2 separate regions of the Sus scrofa genome follow, and region 1 is linked to region 2. The links are chromatin contacts, called in public Hi-C maps. All regions are on one chromosome and are shown on one strand. Each heading gives the region's core, a stretch centred on a gene start, on an enhancer-like site or on the middle of the called end of the contact. The rest is flanking DNA. Distances are from core to core; before and after follow the strand shown. Region 1 has its middle 8.8 kb from the start of C2H19orf66. Region 2 overlaps COL5A3 (collagen type V alpha 3 chain).

Evidence for each region. A called contact is a pair of places that touch in the nucleus more often than the background predicts.
Region 1: a Hi-C map of liver shows a contact between it and region 2, with 2.1 times the contacts expected there. The contact joins two enhancer-like sites. A contact is called at or near these places in 1 of 5 promoter capture datasets (liver) and 5 of 47 Hi-C or Micro-C datasets (embryonic fibroblasts, epiblast stem cells, liver and 1 more).

Annotation. Positions count from the first base shown.
Region 1 is chr2:68,930,857-68,935,965 of Sscrofa11.1, reverse strand. No RefSeq gene overlaps it. Among named protein-coding and RNA genes, the nearest start is that of C2H19orf66, 8.8 kb to the left of the region's middle. Within about 2 kb of position 1,920, at least 4 of the 83 cell types and tissues checked have an H3K27ac peak or open chromatin away from gene starts, as enhancers often do. A contact at or near this core is called in liver, where this site is marked.
Region 2 is chr2:68,859,069-68,864,097 of Sscrofa11.1, reverse strand. COL5A3 (collagen type V alpha 3 chain) reads left to right here. Exons shown (of 67, transcript NM_001105288.1): 6 at 15-167; 7 at 2,206-2,319; 8 at 2,420-2,566; 9 at 4,092-4,139; 10 at 4,212-4,253; 11 at 4,544-4,606. Among named protein-coding and RNA genes, the nearest start is that of COL5A3, 8.2 kb to the left of the region's middle. Within about 2 kb of position 1,612, at least 7 of the 83 cell types and tissues checked have an H3K27ac peak or open chromatin away from gene starts, as enhancers often do. A contact at or near this core is called in liver, where this site is marked.

The DNA.
Region 1 (5,109 bases), core at 671-3,170, 72 kb before region 2:
GAAGAACCTGAGTTTCAGAGTGATTAAGAAAATAGTGCGTGGCTCAGTCGTTAATGAATCTGAGTAGGATCCATGAGGTTGCGGGTTTGATCCCTGGCCTCGTTCAGTGGGTTAAGGATCTGGCTTTGCAGTGAGCTGTGGTGAAGGTTGCAGATGCAGCTTGGATCCCACATTGCTGTGGCTGTGATGTAGGCTGGCAGCTACAGTTCCGATGAGACCCCTAGCCTGGGAAAATCACATGGGCACCTGGCTTATAACTGGCAAAGTTAGGACCTCTATGCTCTTTCAAGCTGGAATTGAGGAGAAATATAGAGGTCAAGGAGGCAAACTTTGGTACCAGACAGTCTGAGTTTGGGTCCATTGCTAGTTCTTTGAGCAATCTCATCATCTTTCTGGGTTTCAGTTTCCCCATTTCTTTTTTTTTTTTTTTTCTTTTTCTTTTTTTTTTCTTTTTGCCTTTTCTAGGGCTGCTCCCGTGGCATATGGAGGCTAGGGGTCGAATCGGAGCTATAGCCACTTGCCTACGCCAGAGCCACAGCAACGTGGGATCCGAGCCACATCTGTGACCTACACCACAGCTCATGGCAACGCTGGATCCTTAACCCACTGAGCAAGGGCAGGGATCGAACCTGAAACCTCATGGTTCCTAGTCAGATTCGTTAACCACTGCGCCGCGACGGGAACTCCTCAGTTTCCCCATTTCTGAAGTTAGAATAAAGGTGTGAAGGTTCTGTGAGTTAATGTAGATAAACTAAAACCTATGTACAAAGAGTAACATAAATGTATTTATGTACAAAGATAGGTAAACATATCTATACCCAAAGAGACCCACAAACGTAGAGAATGGACTTGTGGTTGCCAAGGGGGAGTGGGGAGGGAGTGAGATGGATGGAGAGTTTGGGATTGGTAGATGCAAACTATTATATTGAGAATGGATAAGCGATGAGGTCCTATTGTACAGCATGGGGAATTATATCCAGTCTCTTAGGATAGACCATGATGGAAGATAGTATGAGAAAGAGAATGTGTATATATGTATATATATATATGTGTGTGTGTGTATGACTGGGTCACTTTGTTCTACAGCAGAAACTGGCACAACATTGTAAATCAACTATACTTTAATGAAAAAATATTAAAACACTAGATAAACCGTGTAGACCTGTGCGGTCTGAAAGGTTAACCTCTGGCCACATGTAGCCTTTGAGCCCTTGAAACATGGCAGGTCCTAATCCAGAGGTGCTGTCAGGATCAAATGCACACTGGATTTCAAAGATTTATGTTAAATAACACACCATTGACTTTTTGTTCTAATTACAGGTTGAAGTGATACTATTTCAGATGCACTGGGCTAAATAAAATTATCTTCAATTTCACTGGTTTCATTTTGCCTTTTTATTTTTTATTTCTTTCTTTCTTTTTAGGGCCACACTCGCAGCATATGGAAGTTTCCCCCCAAGGGGTCAAATCGGAGCAGCAGCTGCCAGCCTATACCGCAAACACAGCAAAGCCACATCTGAGTGGCGTCTGTGACCTACACCACAGCTTATGGCAATGCCAGATCCATAACCCACTGAGCGGGGCTAGGGATTGAACCTGCGTCCCCATGGGTACTAGTTGGGTTCATTAACCAATGAGCCACAACAGGAACTCCCTCATTTTGTTTTTTTAAATGTGATGACTAGAAAATTTAAAATTACAGATGCAGCTTCCATTATATTCTTATGGGATTGTGCTGATTCAAGGATACAAAACACAGTAACCCTCCCAGGAACGCGTAGCTATTTTTATTACCACACCACCTTGGTTTATGTTGCTTTTCCCCTGGCATGAAATGTGGGGAAAACAGTCCTCTGCTCCAGCCCTGAGCCTGGTGGCTCCCTGTCTGCTCCTGGCAGCAGACACATCCACAGTTAATCATTGATCCCACCTTCCAGAAAGCTCTCAGGAAAGTGCATGTGGTAATCTTAGCTCTGGGAGTGGGGGTGTTCAGGTGACTTCAGCTCTTTATATCTCACATTTTGAAATTTCAAATTTGTAGAACACCCCCCAGCCCCTGTGCCCCAAAAAACCCACCCCAGGACACTGCCTTTTTTCTTTTTTTTTTCTGGTTGCCAAAGTGAAGTGTGCTGGTTCTAAAAAATATTAAGAAAGATTTTATTTAGAAAGAGGAAGTCTTTATATACACAGCAAAATAAAACCTTAAGTTAAAGCTTTGCCTGTGGCCATCGGTGTCCAGAAACACACAGGAAAGAGGGCACAGGGTGTGCCAACAAGCCATGGACAGTTCTGCTTCCTGGATGGGGAGGCTTTGGATGGGGTAATGCATTTTCTTTCCTATATCTCTATAATCTGGGGAATCTTTTTGCTAGAATGTCTTCATGTATCATTAATAGTGATAATGATAATAGTAATGATAATAATGATAACAACAACAATACAAGAAGGGTTGGTAACTCCTCATTACCCTGTCCCCAGAATAAGCCCCATTACATTTGATGCATATTCTTCCAGGTCTTTTTCCTTTGAGCTACTTCTTTTTCTTTGTTTTTTTTTTTTTTTTTTTTTTTTTTTTTAAGGGCTGCACATGCGGCATGTGGAGGTTCCCAGAGCTACAGCTGCTGGCCACAGCCACAGCCACAGCAACGCCAGATCTGAGTCATGTTTGTGACCTACACCACAGCTCACAGCAATGCTGGATCCTTAACCCACTGAGCAAGGTCAGGGATCGAACCCGCAACCTGATGGTTCCTAGTCAGATATGTTTCCGCTGTGCCACAACAGGAACTCCAAGCTACTTGTTTTTCTATCTGACTTCATAATAGTGATAACTAAAGGAAAAAAGTGACTTAAAATCAAGGGTAGGGAGTTTCCACTGTGGCGCAGTGGAAATGAATCCCACTAGTATCCATGAGGTTTTGGGTTTGATCCCTGGCCTCACTAAGTGGGTTGGGCATCCGAGTTGCCCTGAGCTGTGGTGTAGGTTGCAGATGCAGCTCAGACCCCATGTTGCTGTGGCTGTGGCGTAGGCCAGTGGCTGCAGTTCTGATTCAACCCCTAGCCTGGGAACTTCCATATGCTGTGGGTGCAGACCTAAAAAATAAAAAACAAAAACCCAAAAAACGAACAAAAAAACATGTCTAGGAGTTCCCACTGTGGCACACCAGGATGATTGATGCCTTTGCAGGGCCAGGACACAGGTTTGATTCTTAGCCTGGCATAGTGGGTTAAAGAATCTGGTGCTACCACAGAAGTGGCTCACTTCTCTCTACCCATTCCATTTCTTGGCATCCCTGGTCCTCTGGCTGGACTGGGGGATAAAAGAACTCACTGAGCTTGGATGTTCACACCCAGAGCACAGTCATTGAGGTAGAAGAAAGTCTTGTTTGGTTTCAGCTGGACCCCAAAAGACGGGAGCACTGTGTGGAGTAAACCGAGTGTCACCCTAGGAGTTCCCGCTGCGGCTCAATGGGATTGGCACTGTCCTGGGAGCACTGGGATGCAGGTTTGATCCCTGGCCCAGCACAGTGGGTTAAAGATCCAGCGTTGCCACAGTTGGGGCATAGGTCGCAATTCAGTTCTGATCCCTGGCCCGGAAACTCCATATGATGTGAGGTGGCCAAAAAAGAAAAAAAAAAAAAAAAAAAAAAGTAAGTCCAGATTTCTAAATAAACAGAGTTCCAGATCAAAAGCGGAAGTTATTTTGTTACTGGGTACTCCGGGAAGATATACACACTCTCCGTGCCTTTTTTTTTTTCTTTTTTTTTTTTTTTTTTGTCTCTTTTTTTTTGCCTTTTCTAGGGCCGCTCCTGTGGCATATGGAGGTACCCAGGTTAGGGGTCTAATCGGAGCTATAGCCACCAGCCTATGCCAGAGCCACAGCAACGCGGGATCTGAGCTGTGTCTGCAACCTACACCACAGCTCACAGCAATGCCGGATCCTTAACCCACTGAGTAAGGCCAGGGATTGAACTCGCAACCTCATGGTTCCTAGTCAGATTCGTTAACCACTGCGCCAGAACAGGAACTCCACCGTGTCTTTGTTTTTTCACTTAAGAAATGGGAAGGAAACAGTCCTCGCCTCCTAGAGTTGCTGGGAGAAGAAAGCCATTAATGTATAAGAAGTGTTTTTGTCAGAGCCTTCCCGACATAGGGGTTCAGTAAGTGTTTGTTTTGACTCTTTTACAAGATGCAGGTTCAGTTCCTGCTGTGGCGCAACTGAATAGGCAGCATCTCTTGGGAGCTCTGGGACGCAGGTTTGATCCCAGCCCTGCACAGTGGGTTAAGGACCAGGCCTTGTTGCAGGGGTTTAGGTCGCAACTACAGCTCAGATCTGATCCCTGGCCCAGGAACTCCATATCCACGGGGTGGTCGAAATAAAAAGATGTAGGTTCAAACCAGAGTCCAAGATGTCTCCCTGCCCAAGGCTGAAACTTACTGAAGCCCTTTGTTTGCTCATCTGCAAAATGGGATCACAGCACTCGTGCGTATTGTAGGATTAAGTGAGAGATGAGACCCAGGAGTTACCACTCTGCCCTCCAGGATGCCCCACTCCAGGGGTGCCAATAAACAATAAGCAATCATAATGTTCCATACAGATGTCCAGGGTAGGGGAGGAGAGAACATGTGGGCAGTATTCCAGAAGGAAGTGGTACATGTGACACAGGGTTGGGTGGGGAAAGGAGGAAGAGCTGAACTAGGAGTTCTCAAGCTCTCCAGAGCATCAGGACCTCACCAGGGGCTTGTTAAAAAAGGAAACTTCCCAGTGCTCACCCCAGACTTATGAGAAGTGCCAAGGCAGTGCAAAGACACAGGATTTTTTTTTAAAGCTTTTTAGGGCTGCACTCAAATCATACGAAAGTTCCCTGGCTAGGGGTCAAATCAGAGCCGTAGTTGCCAGCCTACGCCACAGCCACAGCCATGCCAGATCTGAGCCAAGTTTTCAGCCTACACTATAGCTCATGGCAACACCAGATCCTTAACCCACTGATGGAGGCCAGGGATGGAACCCAAGTCCTCATGGATACTAGTTGGATTCATTACCGCTGAGCCAGGACAGGAACTCCAAGACAGGGGATCTTATCTATTTAATAAATGCTGAGTTCCAGA
Region 2 (5,029 bases), core at 363-2,862:
AGTCCTATTTCCAGGTACCCCAGGGGGAGCCGGAGTCCCCTCCCCCCCGGCGGAAGGGGAAGGGAAAAGGGAAGAAAAAAGGGCGAGGTCGTAAGGGGAAGGGCAGGAAGAAGAAGAACAAGGAAACTTTGGCACTGAGTCCACCTCCTGTCTCCCTGGAGAACCAGGTAAGAGGTCTGTGACCTCTTGCTTCTGCTCTTTGACTGCCCTGCTTCTGATCTCTGATCTCTGGTGCCTCTAGTTTCCAATCCCTGAATCACTGCTGGGGAAGGGGGCCTGTTCCTATCTAAGGAGCTCTCTCATATTCTCCCCCCAACCTCGAGTTCTGTGATCCCAACTGGTGGGAAGGGGCACACCCAGATGAATACCTTATTATTAGGGGGTCCCTGATGAAGGCCACTGTTTGAGGGCATTCATTAGCTGGGTGACTAACCCATCGTATGGGTTAGTGTATCATTGTTTGGGGTTGACTGGTTGGGGTCATGGGTGAGGGTTATTCATTTGGCTTTCTTGATAGAGATTGCTAGTTGGGAGAGTCACTGTAGGTGGGATATTGATGTTTGGGTGATTCTTAACGGGAGACCATGTTGGTGTTATTGGTGTCACTAGTTTAGGCTTAATGGGGGTGGGATTGCCGAGGATCACTAGTTGTGGAAGTCATTAGTGGGGGACTTGATTAGAAGGCACTAATAATAGGCAATAATAATCACCAAGCACAGTCACTAGTTGAGGGAGTGACTTTTAGGGGGTCATGGATGAGATAGTTTGTGAGCCCTACAGGGTAATTAGTGGAGAAGTTGTTTTTTTTTTTTGCGGGGGGGGGGAGTTGTTGGTGGGTCATTGGTGAGTGGAATTACTGTCTGGGGGTCATTGGTTGGGGGGCACTCACTGAGCACACTTGTGGGTATTCGCTGTTGAAGGATCACTGGTTAGGAGGACCCTTTGGTTAGGGGTCACTGGTAGGCTGTATTAGTTGGGGGTAGCTAGTTAGTACTTAATGGGGGGAATCATTGGTTGGGGAGGTCACTGGATAGAAGTATAAGAGATTGATGTCATTGTGGGGTCATTAATTGGGGGACCACTGATGGGTCACTGGTTACAGGAATATCTGGTGGGAGGCCAATGATGTAGGTTATTTGTGGGTGTGTGTGAGTTACTAGTTAGGTTCCTTAATGAGGATCATTGGTCATGGGTCATTAATTGGAAGATTGCTAATGAGTCACTAATTGTAGGAATACTGGAGGGCGATTGATGTTGATCGTTAGTTGGGGTCACTGGGTAGGTGTCCCTGGTGTGATCCACTGCTTGGGGTCCTTGGTTTGCAGGTCACTGGTTGTATGATATCTGCTCTCAACATTATTGGGGAGAAAGGGATTATCAGTTCAGTTTAGAACATGGACACTTTCATTACTTTCCTTCAGCCCCTTCCTTAGCCCCAGACCCCACCATCTGCTTTGCACCCTTGACCCAGTTCCTCCGCAGCTGTCCAGGCCAGGAGGAGCTCCCACTGCCTCTCTGACTGTGGCCTGGCTGGCTGACCACTGAACTCTGCCTTGGGAATGGACATATGGGATAGGCTTCCGGGAGTCTGGCCCTAAGTGCTGGACATTGACCCTGACCACTGGCCTTTGGAGCCAGGCCTGCTCTGCCTTCCAGGCCTCACAGACCTGCCCAGCCTTGACCCTTCTCCACACACAAGGGTGCCCCCTGCTGGCTGTTCTCATCTAGCCAGCACATCTTGGCTTCCACCAGTCTCCTGCTCTATACCTCTCAGATGTTTTTTGCAGAATCCTCTGTCCCCTCCCTAGCCTGGGTGCTCTCGGAGGCAGAGCCTGTCTCCTCCTTTGCTTCCCTTTTGTTGCTCTCTCTTTTTAATCAGAGCTATTTTTATTTACTTCTTTTTTTCTTTTTAGGGCCTTGCCTGTGGCATATGGAAGTTCCCAGGCTAGGGGTAAAATTAAAGCCATAGCCACTGGCCTATGCCACAGCTATAGCCACACCAGATCTGGGCCACATCTACAACCCACACCACAGCTTGTGGCAATGCTGGATCTTTAACCCACTGAGTCGGGCCCAGGATCAAATCAACAACCTCATGGAGACCAGTCAGGTTCTTAACCTGCTGAGCCACAACAGGAACTCTGCTTCCCTTTCATCTTGATTGTTCTGACCCCAGACCTGATACTCTCTCTGTCCTTCCTCCAGACCTCCACTGACATCCCCAAGACAGAGACACGAGCCCCAACTCTGCCTCCAACTCCCACCTCTTTGGTCATCACCACTACTGTAGCCATTGGCAGCAACGTCACCATCCTAGAGGTTGGTGGGAAGTGGATGTGGCTGGAAGGGAGGGTCTTGGGGCAGTGGTGGTGGCAATGAGGCAATCAGGGCAAACTTTGGTCTGTTCCAATGTCCTCAGGAGGGCCTGGACCCAGACAATGGAATTGAACTGGGGACCCTGGCAACCGAGTTAGACAATGAAGATGAAGAAGAAGGTGAATCCACCATGGGCCCCAGCTTCCGGGCAGCAGAACAGTCATGGAGCACTCAGTTTCAGATCTTTTCTGTGAGTCTACGTGGCTGGGTTAAGTGTAGGGGAAGGGACTCCTGCCTAGGGCCAGGCATGGCCATCTTCCTTCCTTCCTTCCTTCCTTCCTTCCTTCCTTCCTTCCTTCCTTCCTTCCTTCCTTCCTTCTTTCTTTCTTTCTTTCTTTCTTTCTTTCTTTCTTTCTTTCTTTCTTTCTTTCTTTCTTTCTTTCTTTCTTTCTTTCTTTCTTTCTTTCTTTCTTTGCCACCTGGACACATATGGAGCTCCCAGGCCAGGGATCAGATCCAAGCTACAGCTGTGGCAATGGCCGGATCCTTAACCCACTGCTCAGGGCCAGGGATAAATCCTATATCCCAGTGCTCCCAAGATGCCACTGATCCTGTGGCACCACATTGAAAACTCCTTTTTTGCTTTCTTTTTATCTCGCCTAAAATGCCTTCCCACCATCCCAGTGTAGCTGACAAATATTTATCTACCGATATAGTGCTAATGTGACAGGCATTGTGTTAATGAATGGCTCTGTGGGTAGGGTGACTCATTTGGCTTTTCATCTAAGCATGTTGAAAAACCACTTGATAGGGAACACCATCTTACTTGGGAGGTTTAAAAGCTCTTTCTGGCTGCTGAACAACAATATGGACTGTAGGGGGAGCCAGAGGGGCGGCAGGGAAACTAGCAGTCTATGCAGAAGAGAGTGATGACCTGGATGAGGGTGATGGTGGTGGTGGTGACTGTGGGGACAGAGAAAAGTGGACAGATTTGGGCCATGCCCCATTTTTCTCTTGTTGCTGGTGGTGGAAAAGGATGTAAGGATGGCTGGGTTGATGCACGGTGGCACCATTGAATAAGGAGAAGCAAGTGGAGTGAGTCAAGGGTCTCATTTTGGATACGCTAAATTGGCAACCCCTGTCTGGTTGTCAACGTGGGTGACTGGTCAGAAAATTCTGGAGTCCATCTCTATCTCTCGATTGGAGATAAAAACTTGAAACTCATCAACAGAGAGGTGCTATCTTTTGTCAAGGGATTGGATGAGATTACCCAGGAAAATAATGCAGAGAAGGTGCCCAGGCTTTAGCCTTGGTGTTGAACAGGGGAAGAGGCAAGTAATCTGAACCAACTTACCCCTGGGTGCCTATTATGTGCTAAGCATTGTTTTAACATCTTCATACTCCTGTGGGATATATACCATTGTCATTCACCCATGGACTTTGCAGGTGAGGCCATGGGAGTTGGATAAGTTTCCTAACATCACTCAGCTAGTAAGGGGCAGCTGCAAGATTAAGGCCCTACAGCAAGTGCCAGAGTTCATGATCTATGCTTTGCCATGGTGTGGCCAGCTTGAAATTGGAGGCTGAGCTGCTGAAGATGTATTGATTGAAGAAAGGACAGCAAAGGCAGCTCAGAGGGTGGACTTGGATTATGTGCATGCACACACCTGTGTGTGTTGGGGGGTGGGGGTGGGTGGGTGGAGGGTCAGGGAGCCGAGAGTTCTGTGTCTGAGTTCCAGGATTCATGCCTCTTTTCTTTCCACTCACTGCCCCAGGGGGCTGGGGAGAAGGGAGAAAAAGGAGAACCAGCTGTGATTGAAGAGGTAAGGGGCCTGGGGCTGGAGGTGGTGGAAGGGTCTGGGCTGGAATGGGAGTCACATTCATTTCTCCCCCAGGGACAGCACTTTGAGGGACCTCCAGGAGCCACAGGACCTCGAGTAAGTCATGGCTGCCTTCCTCCCTTCTTGTCTTTTACTTCCAATTGGGGTATTTGATCCCCTGGGGTGGAGTTGGTGTTAATGCTGCCAGATCATTCAAAGACTATTGGATAGTTGAGGCTCAAAAGGCAAGTAAAAATGGAGGCTGGGGTGTGAAGTTGGGAGTTCATGTGGGCCAGTGTAGTACTGGGGTAAGAAGTTCAGCCTGGGGTAAGGATCAGTGATGGGTCGGAAGTCAGCTTAGCTCAGACTTTGCGCTTCTCATGATCTCGTTCCTCTGTCTCCAACAGGGGATAGTCGGTCCTTCGGGCCCTCCTGGTCCCCCAGGATTCCCTGGGGACCCTGGCCCACCGGTAAGACCCTCCCTCTGGGGTGTAACCTTCTGGAGGAGGAAGGTTCCGGGCTGTGGAGCTGAAGTTGGGAGCATGACTGGGACTGGGGTCTGACCCCTCCTGCTCATCCTTCTCCCCTCTGTGAATGATCCCTCTGGCTCCTCTCTGTCTCTGGGGACTATTCTCTGCTTTTATCCTGTCTCTATCCCTGAGTGTCTTTCATCTCTTTCTCCCTATATCTCTGTATCTATTTCCTTATCTTTCTTTTGTCATCTGTCTCTTCTACTTTTTATGACTCTCTCTCCATTTCTCTTTCTCTTGCCCTCTGTCTCTGCTCTCTCTCTCTCTCCTTACTTCTATCCTTCTCTGTGTCTCTTCCCTCTCTCTGTCTCTCTCTGCCTTCCTCCTTCCATTTCTCTGCCTTTACTTCTATCTCTCTCCCCT